Regions from separate parts of the Ovis aries genome. Here region 2 is linked to region 1. The links are chromatin contacts, called in public Hi-C maps. All regions are on one chromosome and are shown on one strand. Each heading gives the region's core, a stretch centred on a gene start, on an enhancer-like site or on the middle of the called end of the contact. The rest is flanking DNA. Distances are from core to core; before and after follow the strand shown.

Region 1 (5,457 bases), core at 1,449-3,948:
CTCAGAGCCCACAGGGCTGCCCTCCACCGGCGCCAACGGGGAGGTGCACACCCGCTTCTGGGGCGAGAGGCTGAGTGGGGTGTCACCTGGCCGCCTCAAGGCCACAGGCCTCGCCTGTGGAGGAGGGGGTGGGCCAGGCTGAGGCGTCGTGACCAGGCGCCCATCTGCCCAGGGCTTGCCTCCTCCCTCTCACAGACGCAACTTCACCCTCCTGGGGTATGGGAGGCAAGGGGTACCAGGGTCAGAGGGAACCCACTCTAGCACAGGAGACCATCTCCTGGGCATATCTCAAGGTCCCCTGCTTCCCTAATGCCTCTTGAGGCAGGAAGGGCCAAGGCAGGCCCAAGGAGCCTGGGAGCCCCACGGAACCACTCACCCTGGGCTCCTGGGTAGCTGTGGCTTTGTGGGGCCCCTCTGGCATGTCTGCCTCACGCGCGTGGGTTCCACCAGAGGCCACCAACTCCTCAGAGATCATCCGCACCTGGGTGGGAGCAGGCCGTCAGGAAGCCGGGCACGGTCCCGGGGCCTCCAGCCCCTCCCAGACAGCCAGTCAGAGCTGGGGAAGGGTCTTTCCAGCCCCCAGGGCCACCTTCCCTGACCTGCCCTACTCCCCACTCACCCTGGGCTCCTGGGTAGCTGTGGCTTTGTGGGGCCCCTCTGGCATGTCTGCCTCACGCGCGTGGGTTCCACCAGAGGCCACCAACTCCTCAGAGATCATCCGCACCTGGGTGGGAGCAGGCCGTCAGGAAGCCGGGCACGGTCCCGGGGCCTCCAGCCCCTCCCAGACAGCCAGTCAGAGCTGGGGAAGGGTCTTTCCAGCCCCCAGGGCCACCTTCCCTGACCTGCCCTACTCCCCACGTCCTCTCGTGGCCAGCGACCTCCAGGGCGGCTCGGGCTGTGGAAGCCAGGGAGGAAGCAGCTGGGAGGGCATACCCGCCACTGGGTGAATTCGCTGAGCGACACGGGCCCGTAGCGGACATTCCTGACAGCTGACTTCACAAAGTTGGCCTGGGCCTTTGCCTGCTCCTCTGGGCTCAGTGCAGCCATGAACTTCCTCCAGTGAGTTGCGACCTGGTACAAGAGGGACCAGGTTCAGGCTCAGGCCAGCCCAGCTCTCCTGGACCTTCTGTGGCGCCTGTCTCTAGAGATCAGAGGCGTCGCTCTCATCGCCTCCGGGAAGCCTCCAGGAACCACAGTCTTCTCGGCTGCATGCTGCACAAACCCAAGCGAGCCATAGGGAGAAACAGTCCCTGAAGGGAAAAGCTGGCCCAGTGTAGTGTCACCATGAAAACGTCTCAACGTCCCCTGCCTGCACAAGAACAAGAGGCCAAGCTCAGAGCCCTGGGTCAGGGTAGGGTCTCAGGGCCGCTGTAGCCCCTCTCGGAGTTCTCCAAATACCCCATTCTGTCACTCACTCCTCAAGGCTCCCGAGCACCAAGGACTCCTCCCGGTTCCTCACCCTGGTGGTCAGCTCCCGATTCAGGTTCTCTGCCTTAGAGCGAGTGGTGGAAACATCCTTGCCGTTGAACTTACGGAGCTCGGGCAGGAGGAAGGTGATTTTCAGGCTGTCACTGACCTGGAGGATGAGGGAAGAGCGGCTCAGGGTTGCACCCAGTCTGTGGCTAAGCCCCAGCCCATCGAGTGCCTGGGGTTGCTGCGGGCACCCACTTACTGTCAGGAAGGGGTTGCCCTCCAGGCTGAGCTCCTCCAGCTGCGGGAACTGGCAGAGGGGGGTGACGTCGCTCAGCTGGTTGTTGGCACAATGGAGGACATGCAAGTGGGGCAGACCCAGGTCAGCAGGCAGCGTTTCCAGTTGGTTGTCGGAGAGGTCCAGCTCTTGCAGCTGCTTCAAGCGACCCAGGAGATTGAGGTCCAAGTCCTCCGAGAGCAGATTCAGCCCTGACAGGCTGGGGAGAGGCGCAGACAGGACCAGCTCATGGGGCAGGCCCACCGACTTGCCACCCCACACCCATGTCAGCCCAGGCACCTCAGATGGCTTTTCTCTTGATATTTCTTGTTGTCTGTGCAGCTGATCCCCAACATCGCCTCCATTTATAACTACTTTAGAACTTGAGGCAGCTGGCTATCTATCTCCAAGAGGCTTTTTCCTGATCCTCTGGGGGGGGCTCTCTGAGCTCCCCTGTAACTCTCTCAACAGGTTGCTCCATATTCTTTCTACAAGACTGTTTCCCTAGCAGCCCAGGCCCTCTTCTGGGGCAACGCTGCCCCAGAACCACCACCCCCACAGCCCCGACCCATCTCATAACGAGAGGACGGCGTTTCGCCCGAGTGTTTAAAGGCTCGGGGTGATAACGGGGCCGCGAAGGGAGAGAGAAAGGATCCCAGGCTTTTTTCTGATTGCCCACCGACCCAGGCCCCGGTGGCGGACAGTGTGGCCCCGGCCCTTACTCCAAGCTCCGGATCTTCCCCAGCCGGTCGCTCTTGGGTCGCCCCCGTTGGAACAGCAGCCGCGTCGAGAGGGGGGCCATGGCGAGGAGGCGCGGTCCGCGTGTGCCCGGGCCGCAGCACGGGAATCCGACGCTGGCGCCAGCGATTGCCTCAGCCCAGGAGGTGGCGCCGCGCGAATCCGTCCGCGGCGGCGACCACCGGAAGGAAGCGTGCCCACGAAGCTCGCGCCCCGCGCGCGGACTACCACTCCCAGCGGCCCCCGCGGCCCCGCACCTGCGCCCTGGCCGCCGGGACGCTGCTATGGCGGCTGCGGCGGTGGCGCCTCCCGAGGTTCTCCGGGAATGCGGCTGCAAGGGCATCAGGACCTGTCTGATCTGCGAGCGGCAGCGCGGAGGTGACCCGCCCTGGCAGCACCCCTCGCAGGTGAGGGGTGGGAGAGGGGCCGCGCCCACAACTCCATTCTTCGTGTGGGGAAACAGGCCTTGAAGACAGGTTCCGGATCAGACCGTGTCAGCGGCCCTGAAGATGGGGGCGTTGGGAGGTGAAGAGGTGAGGGATTTGAGGCGTGGGCTTGGAGTGGAGAAGGGGCTGGGACGTCGGTGCAGTCCGGCCGCGGTTCACCTATGGAACTTGGGGGTAGTCTGATAGCAGACGTGGCCGCTGCCCCTCCGCCCGGGTCGGGCTGGGAACCTCACCTGCCCGTGGGAAGACGACAGGACGAGAGCAGAGGGTGCTGAAACTCGGGGCAAAGGGTCCCAGGAGGCACTGGACGGAAATGAGATTCCTTAATCCTACGAATTAACAAAGAAGGACTCAGAGCCTTTGCGCAGAGCGAGGGCCTTCAGGCTGGGGAACTGTTTGGGCCGAGGCCTGGGGAAGGTGGGTGACGCGTCAGGTGAGGGAGATGAGGCCGGTGGGGCCTGACCACGGAAGGCAGGCTGGGCTCCTCTTGAGGGCCGTGGTGAGCTCGTGAGGGTTTTAAAGTTAAAATCACATATGAACTTTATAAAGTACCTCTGAGGGGAAGGAGTGGATAAGAAGAAAGGGGGCTGGGAAGCCAGTAAAGAAACCGTCACGGTGTCCCTGATAGAAGCTCAGAAGGGGGCTGTTTTTGTCCGTGAAAAACAGTGGCAGTTCCTCAGAAAATTCAATGTAGAGCTGCCATATGACCCAGCAATCCCACTTCTGGATATGGACCCAAAAGAATTGAAAGCAGGGTCTTGAAGAGATATCTGTACACCCATGTTCACTGCAGAGTTACGCAGAAGAGTTAAAAGGTAGAAGCAACCCAGGTATCCATGGACAGATGAAAGGATGAGCAAAATGTGGCCGGTCCATACAAAGGACTATTATTCAGTCCGAAAAGGAAGAAAGGAAAGTCCGGCACGTGCTACAACACGGATGAACCTCAAAACGTTATGCTGAGTGGAATAAGGCAGTCACAAGGCGTACTGTATGATTCCACTCAGGTAGAGCATCTAAGGTAGTCAGAGTCAAGGAGAGTGGTGGGTGTGCAGGAGAGAGGGGATGTGTCGATTGATGGATAGACTTTAAAAAAAAAAATTGTATCTGAGTATAGCTGATTTACAATGTTGTGATGGTTTCAGGTGGACTGAGAACGGACTCAGCTATACATATACGTGTGTCCCTTCTCCCCCAAACTCCCCTCCGATCCAGGCTGCCACATAACATTGAGCAGAGTTCCCTGTGCTGTACAGGAGGACCTCATTGGCTTTAAATGTAGCAGTGTGTACATGTCCATCCCAAACTCCCTAACTATCCCTCTACCCCTTCCTTACCCCCTACCCCCCAGCCCCAGCAACCGCAAGTTCGTTCTCTAAGTTAACAGGTAGACTTCTGCTAGATGAGAAAGTTCTGGAAATTGGTTGCACGACAGTGTGACATACTCAGCACTGAACTGCGCACTTAAAATATGGTTGAGGATCAGTCTTACGTATAAAATATATGTGGTTGTATATATTTCACCACAATTACTTTCTTAAAATTTTCAGACCTCGCCAGAGGTTTGGACTGGGCTCATGGCCGAGGGTGTGGAGGTTCTGGGCACTGCAGCGGGTAGCATCTTCCCAACCTGATGCCTGAGGAACAAGTGAAATGTACAGGAGGAGTCCTTACTGTCTGTCTGTCCCACGTGAGGTGCCAGGAGGGAGACGTGGTGGTTCAGAGTCAGGGGTGCTGGCAACGCTTCTAGAACATACACGGGGAGGAGGCAGGGGGCACTGGGCAGGGAGCACCTCCGACTGCTACGCAGATCTGAGGAAGTCTTGGCTCACCCAACCGGAAGCTCCAGAGCAAAGACTGCCTGGTAATTGGCCAGGCTTGTGCCGGGTCACTGGCTGGAGGCCCTGCCACAGGAGGTTGTCAGTCTGGTACTCCTCTAGGTGACTGGCAAGTTCTGCTCTTCTTTTTAAATTCTATTTGTTTATTTTATTTTTGGCTCTCTTGAGTCTTCACTACTGTGTGGGCTTTCCTCAAGTTGGGGCGAGCAGGGTCTCCTCTCTAGTTGCAGTGCACGGGCTTCTCGTTGCCGTGGCTTCTCTTGCTGCGGAGCACGGGCTCTAGGGTGTGCAGGCTTCGCTAGTTTCCACTCCCAGGCTCTAGACCACGGGCTGGGTAGATGTGGCGTACCGGCTTAGCTGCCCCACTGTGAGTGGGATCTTCTGGGATCAGTGATTGAACTCATGTCTCCTGCCTTAGCAGGTGGCTTCTTTACCACTGAGCCACCTGGGAAGCCCTCTATCCTTTTTCGATGAGAAATTCAGGGAGTGCCCATGGCTGTCACCGTGTCGGGGAGGCCCCAGCAACACCCCCACTGTGGCTGGAAAGAGCTGCTCCCTCTGGCTTCCCAGCGTGTGAACTCACCCCCTGGGCAGCTCAAGGCCTCAGCTTTAGGGGAGCAGATTTCTCCAGCTCCCCGTCAGGGCTGTCTGCCTCCACACAGGCCTCACTAGCCTGGGGGGCACAGATAGTGCCCACAGCAGCACAGCAACAGTGTGGCCTTGGAGGCTGCTCCCCAGCTGTGCAGCC
Region 2 (5,950 bases), core at 702-3,201, 51 kb after region 1:
CAGTCACTGAAAAGGTTGTGAAGGACCAGAAGTGCTTATAATGTTAAATAACAGTAAGCAAGTGGAAACACGTTCATACACTACAATTATAACTACATACAGATGATATGTTCACATGGTGAGATTAAACAAAATGGACAGGGACGTCCCTGGTGGTCCAGTGGCTGGGAGTCCGCCTTGCCATGCGGGGGACGCGGGTCTCATCCTTCGTTAGGGAACGAAGATCCCACACACCTCAGGGCAACTAAGCACCAGCAGCGCAAGTGCTGAACCTGCGCTGCCATGAAGGATCCCGCATGTCGCAACTAAGACCCAACAAGTCAAATAAACAAACAAAAGAGAAGAAGATGGACAGAAAGAAAGGTGATCTATTAGGATGATGATACTTGACCTTTTCCCACTACTCTTACACTACTGTTTACAGACTGTTTTAAAATCTAGGTATCTGAGATTTTATTCACAAGACTGTAAGAATACTAGGTAAAATGCCACTGAGTGTTATTGAAGCTGATGTTAACTTTAATAAAAACAAAACAAACAAAAACCCAAGACAATAGATGAATGAACAGACTGGAAAAAAAAAAATCCTTCCCTGCACAATGGAATTATAAGAACATGGGAAAATATTTGTGATACAATGTTATATGATAAAAGGACAACTATAAATATGATATTATGTAAATAAGTTTATATGATAAATATTAAAATTTAAATAAACATCATGAGAATGTTAAAGTGATTTTTTAAAGTAAGAATTACGGATAATTTTTTATTTTTAACTTTTTTCCTTTCCTGTATTCTAAACACTTCTGAAATGATCCTGTATTACCTTTACTCTCAGAAGACACAAAGGATACGCATGGTTTCCCAATATAGAGAGTACGTGGCACTCAAACAGTTCGATCCAAAACAAACTGAGCGTCTTCCCAACACCAGATACCAGCTGAAACAGGAGTTGTATTAACTTGAGACGCTTCTGTCCCTCTCCCCCATGAGGAAAACACTCAGCAAAGGTCTGGAGACATTTCTTTTTGTCAATGACGGAAAGGAGGGTGGGTGCTGCTGGCATCTAGGGGGTAGAAGCCAAGATGCTCTTAAATATCCTACAGTGAACAGGATATCGTTCCTCACAACAAAGAGCCATCTGGCCCAGAGTGTCCACGGTGCTGAGGCTGATAAACTGCTCCTCCCACCCCAGTTTTGAAATAATCACAACAGGTTCGGTGAACATCCGTCTCTCAATAATGTTAAAGAAATAGAAAAAAAATTTTTTTCCTTTTGCAGAGAAGTCTGTTAACTTTCATTTATAATGTATAGTAGTATTATCTTTATCATGTTGTATATTACATCCTCAGTACTTATTCACTGTGTAACCAGAAGTTTGTTCCTTTTGACTACCTTCATCTAATTCCCCTTTCTCCTGACCTCTGCAGCCACAAATCGGATCTCTTTTCCTAGGAATGTTTTCGAAGTATCAGTACTATATTAGTTCCTGGTATACAACATAGTGATTCACTATTTCTGTATGTTTCAAAATGATCACCACGATAAGTCCAGCTGTCATCTGACACCATACAAAGATATTAACGTTACTGATGATACTCCCCACACTACACATTTCACAGCTGTGCCTCATTTATTTTGTAAGTGAAAGTCTATACCACTTTATCTCCCTCACCTGCTTCTCCCCGACTCCAACCCTGGAGAAAACGCCCTGGATGTACTTAGCAACACATCATCTTAAGGTGTCTCTGGTAGGTGAGCCAGGGTCACAATTAACACTGGTGTTAGAATATACTGTTTGAGGATTCAAGGCTTTAATAATCCAGACTGGCTTAACGCCATCCTGTGGTATCATTCTGACAAGTCTCACTTCACTGAACTGCTGGACCGGCACAGACAACAAGCCGGGATATTTTCCTCCCAGCAACAGAACCGGAACTCCTAGCCAGCTGCCCGTCACCACTGATTGGAGAGGAGCCAAGAAGCTCAAGCGCTTTAGCTCCAAGTCCATCCAGAACCCAGAGGCGCACTGAAGCCACCTTGTGGCGGAACTGAGTATCACCACATTAGATTTATTAATTCCAACCACCTCGAAATCCTTTCCTGCTCACAAAATGGAAAACAAGCAAGGAACTGAGAGGTGCAGGAAAGGCACACAACCGCCTTTAGGAAGTTATCCCCAGAACACTCCGCCCTGCTCGTTCGGTGAGAAGCATATACAGCCGTGCATTTTTACTCATCGTTTCAAAAATATGTACAGGTGTGAACTGCACAGGAAGAGCGGGGCTCACGTATTGTAACAGTGAGTTTCAAGCCTGACTGCGGCCCACAGCCTACCTGGAAGCCGAAAGAAAATTTCACTAAATAGTTACTCCAGGAGATGAGGCTTTCTGATGTTTCCTAGTCTGTCTTATGCATGTTTGGAAAAAAAAAAAAAATCTGTAACTTCTAAGCTAACTTCATGCCCCAGTAAGTAAAGGATCACAGTCCTCAGTCTGAAAAAACACTGCACCACTACAATGCGACGTGGGTGAAGACATTTATCCTTCTGATAGAACGGGAGCTCAGGACAGGGGGAGACCCAGGGCCATTTTAATCAGGGCAGACACCCTGTGTGCAATCCATCCTCTCTTAGACTCTTAGCCTCGGGCAAATGAAAGAAAAGGGACTGGAAACTGCGTGGTGAGAGAGCGGCGAGAAAGGAGGTTAAGAAATCTCGGCTCTGGGATACTGCCACCTCTCTCCAATTCTGTAACTGATTACTAAAAAGTTACTGATTCCGCAGACCCATCACAGGTTCAATAAATACAAACTCAGAGCAAAGTAACCTCCGTTTCTTGTTCCAAAAGGGTTCTTGGATTTACAGGGGAGGGAACTCCTCCCCACCACACCCCAAAGATGCTATCTTCATTACAGCAAGGCGTGTGGCAAAGATACCAAGTTGCAGAATTTCAGATCTAGAAAGAGCTTATCATTTTACATTTTAAGGGGGGAAAAAAAATCTGCTCAAAGAGATGCTTGAGGTCAAGGTGAGCCAGAGAGCACTGAGCTAAGACCCTATGGATTCCATGCTTACTCCATGACCTCGAGTGACCTCTCAGTTTTCTATCTCACTTCTGTGGGTCAGATTTAAGAAGAGGGAATCTGGCTGATTCTTGGCTGGAGAATAACTCCACCCAGGGTTTCAGTGAACAGGTCCATGCCAGCCTAGATGGAGCTCCCTGGCCCAGTCTGGCTGGCTCAGCATTTTTACCAATGACAGAAAGGGGTCACGTTTATGAAACCTGCCCATCACAACATCAGAAAGACATAGTAACGTGCCGAATCCCAGAATCAGAATTCAAAAGGACTGTGGAGACCTGAACCAACAGAGCCAGTAACACCAAGCTGAAACGTGCAAAAGCTAAATGTCAAGTCCTGTAAGTGGATTCAAAAACAAGTAAGCCAGAAAGAAAAACACCAATACAGTATACTAACACATATATGGAATTTAGAAAGATGGCAATGATGACCCTGTATACAAGACAGCAAAAAAGACACAGATGTGTATAGTGGACTTTTGGACTCAGAGGGAGAGGGAGAGGGTGGGATGATTTGGGAGAATGGCATTGAAACATGTATACTATCATGTAAGAATCGAATCGCCAGTCTATGTCCGATGCAGGATACAGCATGCTTGGGGCTGGTGCACAGGGATGACCCAGAGGGATGTTGTGGGGAGGGAGGTGGGAGGGGGGTTCATGTTTGGGAATGCATGTACACCTGTGGTGGATTCATGTCAATGTATGGCAAAACCAATACAGTATTGTAAAGTAAAATAAAGTGAAAAAAAAAACAAAACCAAATAGGGCTTCCCTGGTGGTCTAGCGGTTAAGAGTCCGCCCTGCCTGCAGGGGACACTGGTTAGATCCCTGGGCCAGGAAGACAACACAAGCTGCAGAGCAACTAAGCTCACACACCACAACTCCTGAGCCTGTGCTCCGGAGCCTGCAGCCGCAGCTACTGAGCCCGCCCACCATAAGAGAAACCACCACGGTGAGAAGCCTGTGCACCGCAACTGGAGGTCTGTCCCCATTGACTGCAACTTGAGAAAGCTCATGCACAGCAACGAAGACCCAGCACAACCAAAAAAGAAAAAACCACACTCCCAAAACAAGTGGAGGGTGGGTTCCAGGTAACGCAGAGGAAGCCCATTTGACTGTTTCTCCACTGAACACTGCGTGTAGCACCAGGACAGAATGCATGGACTCTGAAAGGTAAGCAGCATGGGAGAAGAGACCGGAATACAAAGTGCCACTGGAACAATACCGCATTTCCTGTTTCTTCCTTTCTTCTCTCCAGTATCCCTCGGCCTGGACTCGGGGCGACCCAATACACAGAAGTGGAGACTGGGCACAGAGTTTGGAGAGAAGCCTTCGAGTTCCAGTTCAAGGAGTAAGAAGCTGCGTTCCCAATGTTCAGAGGGAGGGGAAACGCTTCTGTCTTTTCTCGCTCTGCCAGCATCAGGAGGGCCACAGTGACTGTGGTGGCAATGGGGGCTTGCTGCACAAAAACTGGAAGGAGGGGGGCCTTTCTCTCTGATCAGAGGAGCCGTGGTCCTGAGACGGCCAGGCAAACTGTTACTTTTCTTCCTCGTCCTCCCACCACAGCCCTGGATGCAGGGGCAACTGTACGAAGCATGTGGCAGAGTAGGTAACTAGAGCCCCGACTTTCTGGCTGGAGATCTGAAAAGGGGACCTCCAGGGAACCAGAACTACCAGGGAGATCACCGAGAGATTAGAAGAGACATCATAAAGTTGTTTATGAACTCCTGGGGTCGCCCTGACAGGACATGCATGAATCTGGCCCTAATCATCCTGCCGAGCACTTTGAGAACCGAACTCAACTCAACCCTGACTGGCCACTGGGTGGCACCCGCAGGACACATCTGGAGAGCACAGCTAAAGCTTTAAAAACCCTGGATCCTGGAGCCACAATCCACAGGAGGCCGATCAGAATCTGTGTCCTGAACACAACCAGGATGACTGTCTGCTAAAACAAACATCAGCAAGATCAGAGTCTCATAAGATTCAAAATGTCGAGGATCCACAGAAAATTACTCGGTATGTGGAGAATCAGGAAAATCTCAACTTGAACGGGGGAAGACAATCAACAAATGCTAATGTCAAGATAACCCAGATGCTGGAACTACCAAACATTTCAAAGTACCCACTGAAATATTTTTCCAAGAAGAGTGAAGAATCTTGAAACAAAATTGCAGCAAAGAAAAAGTATAAAGAATCGAATGGAAATAAAAATTCTCTGAAAAACGTAATTCACTGGATTGACTCAATAGTGGATTGGAAATGACACAGGGAACAGGCAGCTCAAGGTCAGATCAACAGGAACTATCCAATATGAACAAAGCAAAAAAAAAAAAAAAAAAAAGATTGGGAAAAAATCCCAAATTTGACAAAGACACGTGCTTACCAATGACTCACATAGCTCAGTGAACTCTAAACGCAACTCCTGAAAAGAAAAAAAAAAAAAAAAAACAAAACGCAACTCCTGGACAAATCCAAGGAAATACATGTCAAACACATCGTAATCAAATTCCTGACACCTAAAGATATTGAAAGCAGCCAGGAAAAAACAATGATAGGAAAACAATCTGAATAACTATTTAAAAAAAAAAATTAGAAATGGAGCAGCATTTCGAAAGTACTGAAATAAACACCTGCCAACCCAGTATTCTTATCCAGGGAGAATGTCCCCATGGGAACAAGGGTGAAACAAAGACAGACACCCATGAAGAACAGCTAAGATAATTCAAAGCCAGCAGACCTATTCTCAATGAATGGCTTACAGGGAGTTCTGACACAAGGGAAAGAGGACAGAAAGACAGACTGACAGAAAGAAGTCTGGAACCTGAGGAACAAAGAAAAAGCAACAGAAATGGCAACTATCT

What was found. Hi-C and Micro-C count contacts between places; a contact is called where the count stands out from the background.
Region 2: a Hi-C map of tail adipose tissue shows a contact between it and region 1, with 4 times the contacts expected there. The contact joins the enhancer-like site here to the promoter of ALKBH4 in region 1. A contact is called at or near these places in 6 of 16 Hi-C or Micro-C datasets (blood, hypothalamus, liver and 1 more).

Annotation. Positions count from the first base shown.
Region 1 is chr24:35,019,798-35,025,254 of ARS-UI_Ramb_v3.0, forward strand. ALKBH4 (alkB homolog 4, lysine demethylase) reads left to right here and starts at 2,699. Exons shown (of 3, transcript XM_027961218.2): 1 at 2,699-2,958. The coding sequence starts at 2,935. LRWD1 (leucine rich repeats and WD repeat domain containing 1) reads right to left here and starts at 2,589. Exons shown (of 15, transcript XM_042240030.1): 1 at 2,410-2,589; 2 at 1,673-1,907; 3 at 1,460-1,576; 4 at 934-1,071; 5 at 620-724; 6 at 377-481. The coding sequence starts at 2,489.
Region 2 is chr24:35,071,425-35,077,374 of ARS-UI_Ramb_v3.0, forward strand. It overlaps PRKRIP1 (PRKR interacting protein 1), which reads right to left. Exons shown (of 6, transcript XR_009598299.1): 5 at 1-5,950. It overlaps LOC121817827 (a long non-coding RNA gene), which reads left to right. Exons shown (of 2, transcript XR_006057878.2): 2 at 1-722. Among named protein-coding and RNA genes, the nearest start is that of PRKRIP1, 15 kb to the right of the region's middle. Within about 2 kb of position 1,952, at least 3 of the 54 cell types and tissues checked have an H3K27ac peak or open chromatin away from gene starts, as enhancers often do. A contact at or near this core is called in tail adipose tissue, where this site is marked.